Regions from separate parts of the Mus musculus genome. Here region 2 is linked to region 1. The links are chromatin contacts, called in public Hi-C maps. All regions are on one chromosome and are shown on one strand. The core of a region is the stretch at or near the end of the contact, and the rest is flanking DNA. Distances in the headings are between cores, read along the strand shown. Region 1 overlaps Rbks (ribokinase). Region 2 overlaps Babam2 (BRISC and BRCA1 A complex member 2).

Region 1 (4,987 bases), core at 1,243-3,742:
AACACCCTCTACGTGCACATACACACATCATACACATACACATAGTTACATTTAAAATAAACCTTTAAAATGGTCCTCCTGGCAGTTGGGAGATGCCTCAGTCCTCAGTAGAGCAGAGCACTGGCTGCTCTTCCAGAGGACCTGGGTTTGATTCCCACACCACATGGGGACTCATAAGTGCCAGTTACTCCAGGTCCAGAGGATCCAACATCTTCCTCTGGCCTCCACAGACATCAGACACATACATACAGTATGCACACACACACACACAGGCAAAACATTACTACACATAAATAAATCTATTTGTTAACTAGCCCTCCTTGTCCCAAGAATGACATCTAGAAAAGTCTCTTAAGACTGTGCTGCCAGAGGCTGCCAGAAAAAGACGAGGATTACAGAAGATTCTCCGGCTATGAGGAAAGGACAGGGGCAGAGCAATCACTGAGGCAGCTGACAGAGAGCACGAGCGACATCTGTCATGCCCTGAAGGCTGCCTGAGCTGTATTGCATTGCTTCTACATCAGCAGACCACCTCATTTATTAGCTAATCAGGCAGAATTCAGTACTTGAAATTATCCTTCCTAACCCTGAATGTGATCAGTTGAAAACCCAGGCTCTAACAATCTAATTGTAATTGCTTACCAGAAATGTCATGTTCTTGTTGAAGAACTGAACCAGGGCCAAGCGTGGGCTTTTTTTCCTGTCTTCCCAATACAGAAGAACTGAGTTTACACAGTGCTGCAGGGCGCTATACTTTAGCAGCCCTGGAAGGCATCTGAGACCAGGCCTGTCTCAGAGATAGCCCAAGTGTGGCCACAGAGAAGAGTGGCATGGGATGGAGAAGGAGCAGTCATTTCAGCATCAGTCCAAATAAATAAAATAAATGTTGTCAAACTGCAAAGCCCAGAACGCTGAGCCTGCCATGCCCGTGGTCTTCACTGTTGCTGATGCAGGTGTGCAGGGCAGTCAAAAGGCAGGTGTGTGCGTCATAGACCTGAACATCTGCTTGCTTGTGTAGGAAAATATGACTGCACACTATAGGTTGTACTCTGTGCAACGATACTGTTAATGGTATAAACAAAGAGGTGTGTATGTGTATGAGTGTGTTTACATAATGTACTACAGTGGGTCTCAAGATTCTCCTACCCTCATCATCTCCGAGGACAGGATTGCAGGGATTGTGGTCACATGATACCATACCAGATTTTTAGTTAGGTATGGTGCCATAGACCTGTAATCCCAGCATTTGGGGAGTAGAAGTAGGAGGATTAGGAGTTTAAGGTCAGCCTCAGCTACGTATTGAGTTCAAGGCCAGCCTAAGCTATATAAGACCCTGAAGCAAGCAAGCAAACAAAAAACCTGTATTGAAATTCCATTTGACCCAGGAGATAGTGGTGCACGCCTTTAATCCCAGCATTTGGGAGGCAGAGGCAGACTAATCTCTGAGTTCAAGGCCAGCCTGGTCTATAGAGTGGGATTCAGGACAGCCAGGGCTACACAAAGAAACCCTAGTTGTGGGGGAGGTGAGAACTTCCATTTGTCCCCAGTCTGAACAGCTGCCCTTAAGAAATCAAACAACAGGGACCAGGGAGATCTGGAAAGTGGTTCTCACCAATGTATACTTTAAAAGCCAAGTGTGTGTTTGCAATGCTAGTCCTAGGAAGGCAGAAGCAGGCAAAGCCTTAGGGCTCACAGGCCAGCTTACTCCACCTGTGGGTGGCAGAGGACAACAAGATGGACATTTTGTGGGAAAAACAAACTTCATTCCGTTGGTCTCTGTGGTTTTCAAATGTTTTGGGATCCTGATTCACCTTATGACTGAAGCCAGTTCCCACAGAGTAAACCCAGCCATGGTAATAGAGGCAGAAGTGTAACAACCAAACTCCAAACACAAGTGGCTGCGTGTGTCTTTCGTAGGCTTGTGTACCTGCCTTCTGGTAATTCTCTCTTCAGCAGACAGGCACTGAGAACAGAAACCTACCTTCACTTAAATACCTGCTGGAATGTAATAATAAATATACTAAAAATGAATAGCATAGAATGCATATAAATAATGAGTAATAAATATCCATCGTTCAAATACCTCCCAGCACAATACTCAGGTAGTTTCCCTCTAATGCATACTTTAGAGACCAGCTCCCTTCTGACTGAAACAGGCTCCATATAACCATTCCTGTCAGAGACTGTGAGGCAGGGCATGCTGGATTTGGGTTGTGTAGACAGACCAGGTTCAAGCCATTGGCAGTGAATCACCCGCTCCACCTTTCAGCATAGCTAGAGTCTGCAAACAATTTTGCCCAGTCCCTTCACTGTCCTCACAGTGTAGACCTGGCTCAAGAGCAGGGGGTGAGGCAGTCACTGTGAGGAAGTGGGGACATTATAAATAACCCAGAAAGAAACCCTCTCCTAACAGCAACTGCTGCAGAGCTTGTGGCCTAACAGCTCAGGCGCAGAAAGGCCATGAATACAACATTGTGCAATGACTAATTACTCTAAGCCCTGTGCATGAGTAGAGGTGCGACCTGCGGCTGCTGCTCAGGCTATCAGATGCCTTTGCTGTGTGCTAATCCAACGGCTCCGTATGTTTAGCAGTTCTCAGAGAACAATGATAATAGTTCAAACAGAAGAAAGCAGCTGGTGGAGAGGAGCGCTGGGCAGAGACGGTCTCAGCAAAGCCTGTAGGATACCAAGTCATATTGGAGTAACTGGTTTCTGTCTAGAATGCTGGAGTCACAGGAAGAAAGACTGCTGACCACAGAAGGCAAGGCCAGTCTTTCTAGCCCAATGAGTCACTATCGGACACTTTGTTTTTAAGTGCCATTTATTCGCAGATATGTAAAGTTGTTTAAGCACAAAGCAGATTAACAGTGCAAGAAGAATAGGGCTTTTCTTCTTCTTTTAGCTTGCACTCAGGATTCCTTCCCTCCTTTCTGAATTATAGAATGAATTCATTTACCGCAGACATTTTTGGGCAAATAGAGGTCTTAGCCTATTTTCAGTCTCCATAAGCCATTTTTCTCCTTGGCTTCCTAGACTGCAGGCAACAGGCAAAACAGCTTTCCCCAAATTTCTACCCCCAGCACAGAGTGAGTTTCAGGTAGAAAGTGAAGCTAGAGAAGGGTTCTCAGAGATTGCTGAATATATGGTGTCCCTTTGGGCTCCAGCTTGGACTGGAAGTAGGGTGAGGGGCACGAAGGGGTACAGGGTTGTCTGCTGTGTATGTTATTGGATAAGTCTGCATTTTATATGAGATCTTTTGGATGCAAGTGTTACTTCAGACCACCCCATCAAGATGTTCCAGAATTGGTGTGACTGGCCAGAAAGAGGCCATCACTGACTGGTGAGGCTGAAAGAGAACCCCAATACACGGGCAGGCCCATGGGGAGCCAGCAAATGACCTCTGTCAATCCAGGAGCCATGTGTCACCAATCAGAGGGCAGCCAACCTGAACACCACAGCCCTGTACACGGGGAAACCTGAGAGCTCTCAGAGTACTGTATCCAGCAGGGGCTTCTCTTGGCTGTGACTCAATTTTAAATAAAATCCCAGTGATACGGTTGTTATTATCACCTGTTATCTTACAAATAAAGGCAGGGTACCAACAAGCGAAGAATCTAGAGCTTTTTGCTGCACAGTAGTTGAAGTATAATCAATGTAGTGAAAACAGGGAGACCAGTGTCCCCTTTAATCTCACCTCGGCCTCTTTGGGCCTGAGAACACTGGAGCATTAGCTCCCTTTGGTTTCACACTTGACCTCCCATTCATCCTTCTCACCCATCTAAATGAAAGCAAGCCTCAGCCCAGAAACCCTGTTCCAGATAGAAATACATAATTCAAGAGAAATACTGATGTCAAAGAAGAGGCACACCAATCTGTGTCAGCGCTCACTGTAAATTAGAGAGGAGTACAGGGAGAGTTTAATGTAATGTAGAATGGAAATTAAAACAGAGCCAATATTTAGGCATTCCTCCGCCTCCCTTCCCCTGCTGTGACACAAAGCATTGACTTTCTCTCTGCCAAGCACTAATGTCATATGTTGTGGGGTTTTTTCTTTCTTCTTCTTTTTTCTTTTTCTTTTTTCTCCTACTGGGATTCTTCTCTAAGTGAAACGTTACATGTTTGTCTCTGGCATCTAAAATTTGACCTTTTCACCTGTTCTGTTCTGATCACAATAGCAAAACTCAGACTTTTCCCTGTCTTCCAATCTACACCCCTCATGTTAGCAGCAGAGAACGGCCCCCTGCCTGCTCAGCTTCACTCTTCCCTCTTCCCTGACACCGCCTAACAACGTGGCCTTTCTGTGCTCTCTTTATCAGAAGCTGAAAAAAATAAAATAAAATAAAGGTTGACAATGAACATTTCGCAGTGGGAAGCTGGGCAAAGTGTTCATGTTCTCCCGACTCTTCAGCGTATCTGGGAGAGCCTCCCTTTCCTAAAGGCCAGTCAGGAAAAGTCACAGTTTTCCTCAACCAGCCTGGTGCAGCAGCACGTCTGGTGGTCAGGGAGCAGAGGCAAGAGAGTCACAGTGAGTTCAAGGCTAGCCTGCTCTATCTGAAAAAAAGTAAAAACAAATCAAAAGAGATCCGTATGGAGCCCTCTATCCTGTTTCCTGCCATTGTTTTTGACCAAATGGTGGAATTCCGCAGTGTGATCCTAGACCTAAATGACTAGACTTGGTTTTTAAATGAGTCACTGTTTCCAGAAGTAAATTCCTTTGGAGAGTGTCTCAGCCCACAGCATCAGTACCACCTGGGAACTCATTAGGATGCAAATCCCAAGCCCCACCTAAGGTTTAAAGGATCGGAAGGTTTGAGGACGGAGCACAGCGATCTCCAGTTTAACCAGCCCTCCAGGCTATTCTAGGGTCAAGATGGAAAACTCCAAGCTTAGAAGATGTACATTTGCTTCCACTGAAGACACCCAAAGGGGCACCATATATTCTGAAGGAATTCCAAAAACACTTTCAAAATATTTATGGGCAAAGGCC
Region 2 (4,987 bases), core at 1,502-4,001, 200 kb before region 1:
AGCCTCATTTGCATGTTCCTCATCTGATTGGCTACTCTCTCTCTCTCTCTCTCTCTCTCTCTCTCTCTCTCTCTCTCTGTTCCTCACAGAGCCTCATTATCATACCTCATTTGCATGTCTCACATCTGATTGGTTATACTCTCTAAGCCTCATTATCATGCCCGGGCCAGGCAGTGTCTTTGCAAAAAACTTTACTGCATATGTACACATTGGTTGTTTGTCCAAACTTATGCGTGGTGGCCAGCAATAGTCAGCGCCACTCTGCAATGGCACATGTGGCTTCCCACACACTAGCTCTTCATTCAATAGTGTCTGGCCATTCCTTTCTTCATGGACATTTTTAAAACTTTAGCTCATAGTTCTGGGCCCCCTTGTCCTTCTACCTATTTACACCTCTTCTCATGGGGACCTTCCAAGCTCACACCTTTGTTTGATTACTCTCTCAGGCTGAACTTCCATCTCCAAAAAGCTTGCTCTGGCTTCATTATCTCTCTTCTGCACACTGACCTCTTAAGGCAGTGGATCTTAACCTGTGGGTCATGACCCCTTTGGGGGTCACACATCTGATTTCCTGTGTATCAGATATTTACATTACATTCATAACAGTAGCAAAATTAATGAAGTAGCAACAAATAAGTTCACCATTGGCATCATCACAACATGAGGAACTATACTAAAGTGTTGAACAGCATCAGGAGGGTGGAGAACCACCATCTTAGGGTCTTTCCTCTTACTGACAACTTGAACCACTCCGAGCTTCTTATTATTCTTAAACTAGTCAAGTGAGTGCTTCAAAAAAAAAAAAGTTGAAGAGAACAGACTCCTGATCTGGGAAGATGGCACCACTGGAACTCCTCCCAGCCCCTGGCAGGACGGTTAGAAAGACGCCTATCTCAGATTTTAAAGCTCACACTACTGAGCCATGAAATTAGCACTGCATAGGAGAGCAGGCTTTAGGAGGATTGACCAACAAGGAGCTACCACTGTTTTCAAGAGGAAGTTAAACAGATGATGCTAGCAATGGTGCCGAAGAGGGACCAGACACAGGCGGAAATAGGGCCAAAGAAATAAACTCAGACGCTACTCCATGCTAACGCAGCACACGGGATGAGCGCCTTTTTAATGAGGTCTGAGAGAATGCCCTATCATCAGAATGCTTTTAATTCACCTTCCCAGCATTGCTCCTCACTAATCTTCTGAGAGAACAATTCTCAAGAATCTTTGGATTCTTACCTACTCCTAAAATTAATATTGTCAACCAATATTAATTTACAGATTAGAGTTTTCTGTGCCATTCCCATATCATCTATGCATTTTTTAAAGTTTACTATATAGTTAGATTCCCAGTTAGCACTTAATTATTTCCAATTAATATTTGTATATTAATACTGTATGATCAATTATATTATGCAGTACTAGAGGACAATGACTAGCACTTAAATTTGGGGGGAAGATTCCTAATCCTAATACCATCTGACTCTAAGTCAATACTGAGGTATTCTCTATAGACTGAACACCAAAAGCAAATGCTACCTATTTGGGAGGTTCTACTGCAGAGATCATAACAGCACAGGACACTGTGGGGCTCAGATATTGACTAAAACCCTAATTCAAAGTCCCTCATCTTTGGGCCATTACATCACAAACTGAATATACAAATCAAGCCAAGGGAAAAACAGCTTTGCATTGCTCCTGGTTATCACAATCCACAGGTCATGATTGACAGGAAGAGATACTCTTGTTTTGGCCTATGCATGGGTTTTAAAAAATATATTTATCAGACTAGAGAAATGGCTCAGGGGGTGACAGGGCTTGCCTGATGACCTGAGTTCAATCCCAGGAACCCACATGTCAAAGGGAGGAAAATGACTTCTGCAAGTTTTCTGCTGACCACCCTCCACATATATGACTTGACATGAACACACACATACTCACACTTCAAATATATAAGTAAGAGTAAAAATAATTATCTTTGCCATCCCTTAAAAAGACAGGCATTTTTCATATTCATAAATTTAAAACTGAGCTTCTGGGCTCCTTATACAAGCATCTGCATATCTGGCACATCAGGCCCTACTGTCACAGGGAAAACTACTCTAGCTGTACAGCAGCTGCTGCGCTACATGAAGCACGGGCTTGCAGGTTCATTACCGTTCTCCCATATCCTGCTACAGAACACCAAGCCAGAGCAACTATCTCTCAGACCCTGCCTGGCCCCGAAAGCATCTGCTAAACCAGGCCTGACTGAAAGAAGGGTGGTAGCAAGTGCTTAGCCTATTAGTGACAGTCAGGTGCTGCTGAGAAAGCTGCTCCTGTAACAATCAGACAGTGGCAGCAATAGGGAGGCTTCGATACTGCCTCTCGGTTAGTGAGCTGCCTGAACCACTGTATGCTAGGACATTCACTGCAACTCTCTGCCTGCCTTAGCTTCCTAAACATATCTTGATAGGCTCACCTTCATGCCTGCTTTCTGACTCTACTTGGCAGAGTGAGCTGTGTTTTTCCCTGTGCATCCTGATAGATTAGACAGCCACAGTGGGTGGCTTTAGAAGGAAGATGACCACTTTGTCTCCTGACAGGTGAATGATTTGGCTTTCTCGCCTGCAGTTCATTTTCATAGTATCAGGACTCAGATTCCACAGGGGAACAAAATTTCAGCAAGCATTCCATTGGGATGAATAATCTCACTGTATCACATAAAATGAAGCCAGTAAGATTACTGCAGAAACCAGAGGTCTGCATACTTCACAGTAAATCGGTTTTGGCTCTGCTTCAGGCCTGGCTTGACCATATCCTGTGGAGAGACACTCCACAACTATGTAGACTGCATGACATTTTCTTATCCAAAGAAAAGGGCTGCTGATATTTTTTGCAAGGTTATGTTTATCATATGCACTATAAGCTGGCTAGGTTTATGTCAACTTGATACAAGCTAGAATTATCAAAGAGGAAAGAGTCTCAACTGAAAAAAAGTTTCCAGAAGATTGGGCTGAAGACAAGCCTGTGAGGCATTTTCTTAAATAGTGATTGGTTGGAGAGGTCCCAGCCCATTGTGGGTTGTGCCCTTGCTGGGTTGATGGTCCTGGGTTCCAAAACAAAAGCAGGCTGAGAAAGCCATGACAAGCAAGCCAGCAATCAGAAACCTCCATGGCCTAGGCATCATGGTTCCTGTCCTGCAGGTTCCTGTCCTGTTTGAGTTCCAACCTTGGCTTCCCTCAACTATGTATGTATGATTTAATATACATAACTCAAATAAGCACTTTCCTTCCTAAGTTGCTTTTGATAGTGGTGTTTCATCATAGCAATAGTAACTAAGACACACTACCAGCAGGAAATAATTGCTACTTAGGCCTACAGTCCAGTGACAATTGAGTTTCCTAGGATATTATGAAAGAGATTCCCACCAATAGGAGTTTGACTACAGTCTGTATAAAGATACAGTCTGCTAAGAGAACACAAATGCCAGCCCAGGTTACTATAACCAGCAAAACTCTCAATCATCATAGATGGAGAAACCAAAATATTCTATATCAAAACCACATTTAGATAATATGTATCTATTAATCTAGCCCTACAAAGGATTCTAGAAAGAAAACGCCAACACAAGGAGGGTATCTACATCAAAGGGAGAAAAAAAACAAGAAATTAAATCATCTCACAACAAACCCAAAAGGAGAGAATCACACACACATAATACCACCCCCAAAAAATATAACAGGAAGTAATAATCACCTGGTTCTAATATCTCTCAACATTAACGGACTCAATTCCCCAAAAAACAGACAGAAGATAACAAACTGGATATGTAAACAGGATCCAGCAATTTGCTGCATGCAAGAAACACACCTCAATGACAAAGACAGACATTACCTCAGAGTAAAAGGCTGAAAAAAAGTTTTCCAAGCAAACTGCACTTCATATTCATCAAAGGAAAAATTCACCAAGAAAAAGTCTCAATTCTGAACATTTATGCCCCAAATGGAAGGGCACCCACATTCATAAAAGAAACTTTACTAAAGCTCAAACCACACATTGAACTTCACACAATAATAGTGGGAGACTTCAATACCCCACTCTCACCAATAGATAGGTCACTGAAACAGAAACTAAACAGACACACTAAAACTAATAGAGGTTATAAACCAAGTGGATTTAACAAATATCTACAGAACAATTCACCCTAAAACAAAAGGATATACCTTCTTCTCAGCACCTTATGGCATCTTCTCCAAAATTGACCATATAATTGGTCACAAAACAGGCCTCAACAGATACAATAAGTTTGAAATAACCCCATTCATTCTATCAGATTACCACGGACTAAGGCTAGACTTCAAAAGTAACAAAATCAACAGAAAGTTCACATACCCATGGAAACTGAACAACTCCCTACTCAATAATAACTTGGTCAGGAAAAAAATAAAGAAAGAAATTAAAGACTTTCTAGAATTTAATGAACACAAAGAAACAGCATAGCCAAACTTATGGGACACAATGAAAGCAGTGCTAAGAGGAAAACTCATTGAACTAAGTGCACTCATAAAAAAATTGGGCCGGGCGGCGCACGCCTTTAATCCCAGCACTTGGGAAGCAGAGGCAGGCGGATTTCTGAGTTCCAGGCCAGCCTGGTCTACAGAGTGAGTTCCAGGATAGCCAGAGCTACACAGAGAAACCGTGTCTCGAAAAACCAAAAAAAAAAAAAAAGAAAGAAATTGGAGAGATCCTACACTAGCAACTTAAAAGCACACCTGAAAGTTCTAGAATAAAAAGAAGCAAACACAACCAAGAGGAGTAGATGGCAGGAAATAATCAAACTCAGGCCAGAAATCAACCAATTGGAAACAAAGAAAATGATTAAAAAAAAAAAATCAACAAAAACAAAAAAGCTGGCTCTTTGAGAAAATCAACAAGCTAGATAAACCCTTAGCCTGTGTATCTTGGATACACAGAAACAGTATCCAAATTAACAAAATCAGAAATGAAAATG

The links. Hi-C and Micro-C count contacts between places; a contact is called where the count stands out from the background.
Region 2: a contact with region 1 is called in a Hi-C map of myocytes, with 1.6 times the contacts expected there. The contact joins two enhancer-like sites. A contact is called at or near these places in 1 of 484 Hi-C or Micro-C datasets (myocytes) and 2 of 9 other capture datasets (adipose tissue and liver).

The regions. Positions count from the first base shown.
Region 1 is chr5:31,634,601-31,639,587 of GRCm38.p6, reverse strand. All of the region lies in intron 7 of Rbks (ribokinase), which reads left to right. All of the region lies in intron 2 of Gm38424 (a long non-coding RNA gene), which reads right to left. Among named protein-coding and RNA genes, the nearest start is that of Mrpl33, 23 kb to the right of the region's middle. Within about 2 kb of position 2,492, at least 95 of the 459 cell types and tissues checked have an H3K27ac peak or open chromatin away from gene starts, as enhancers often do. A contact at or near this core is called in myocytes, where this site is marked.
Region 2 is chr5:31,833,630-31,838,616 of GRCm38.p6, reverse strand. The region is part of intron 6 of Babam2 (BRISC and BRCA1 A complex member 2); the gene reads right to left. Among named protein-coding and RNA genes, the nearest start is that of Babam2, 140 kb to the right of the region's middle. Within about 2 kb of position 2,751, at least 24 of the 459 cell types and tissues checked have an H3K27ac peak or open chromatin away from gene starts, as enhancers often do. A contact at or near this core is called in myocytes, where this site is marked.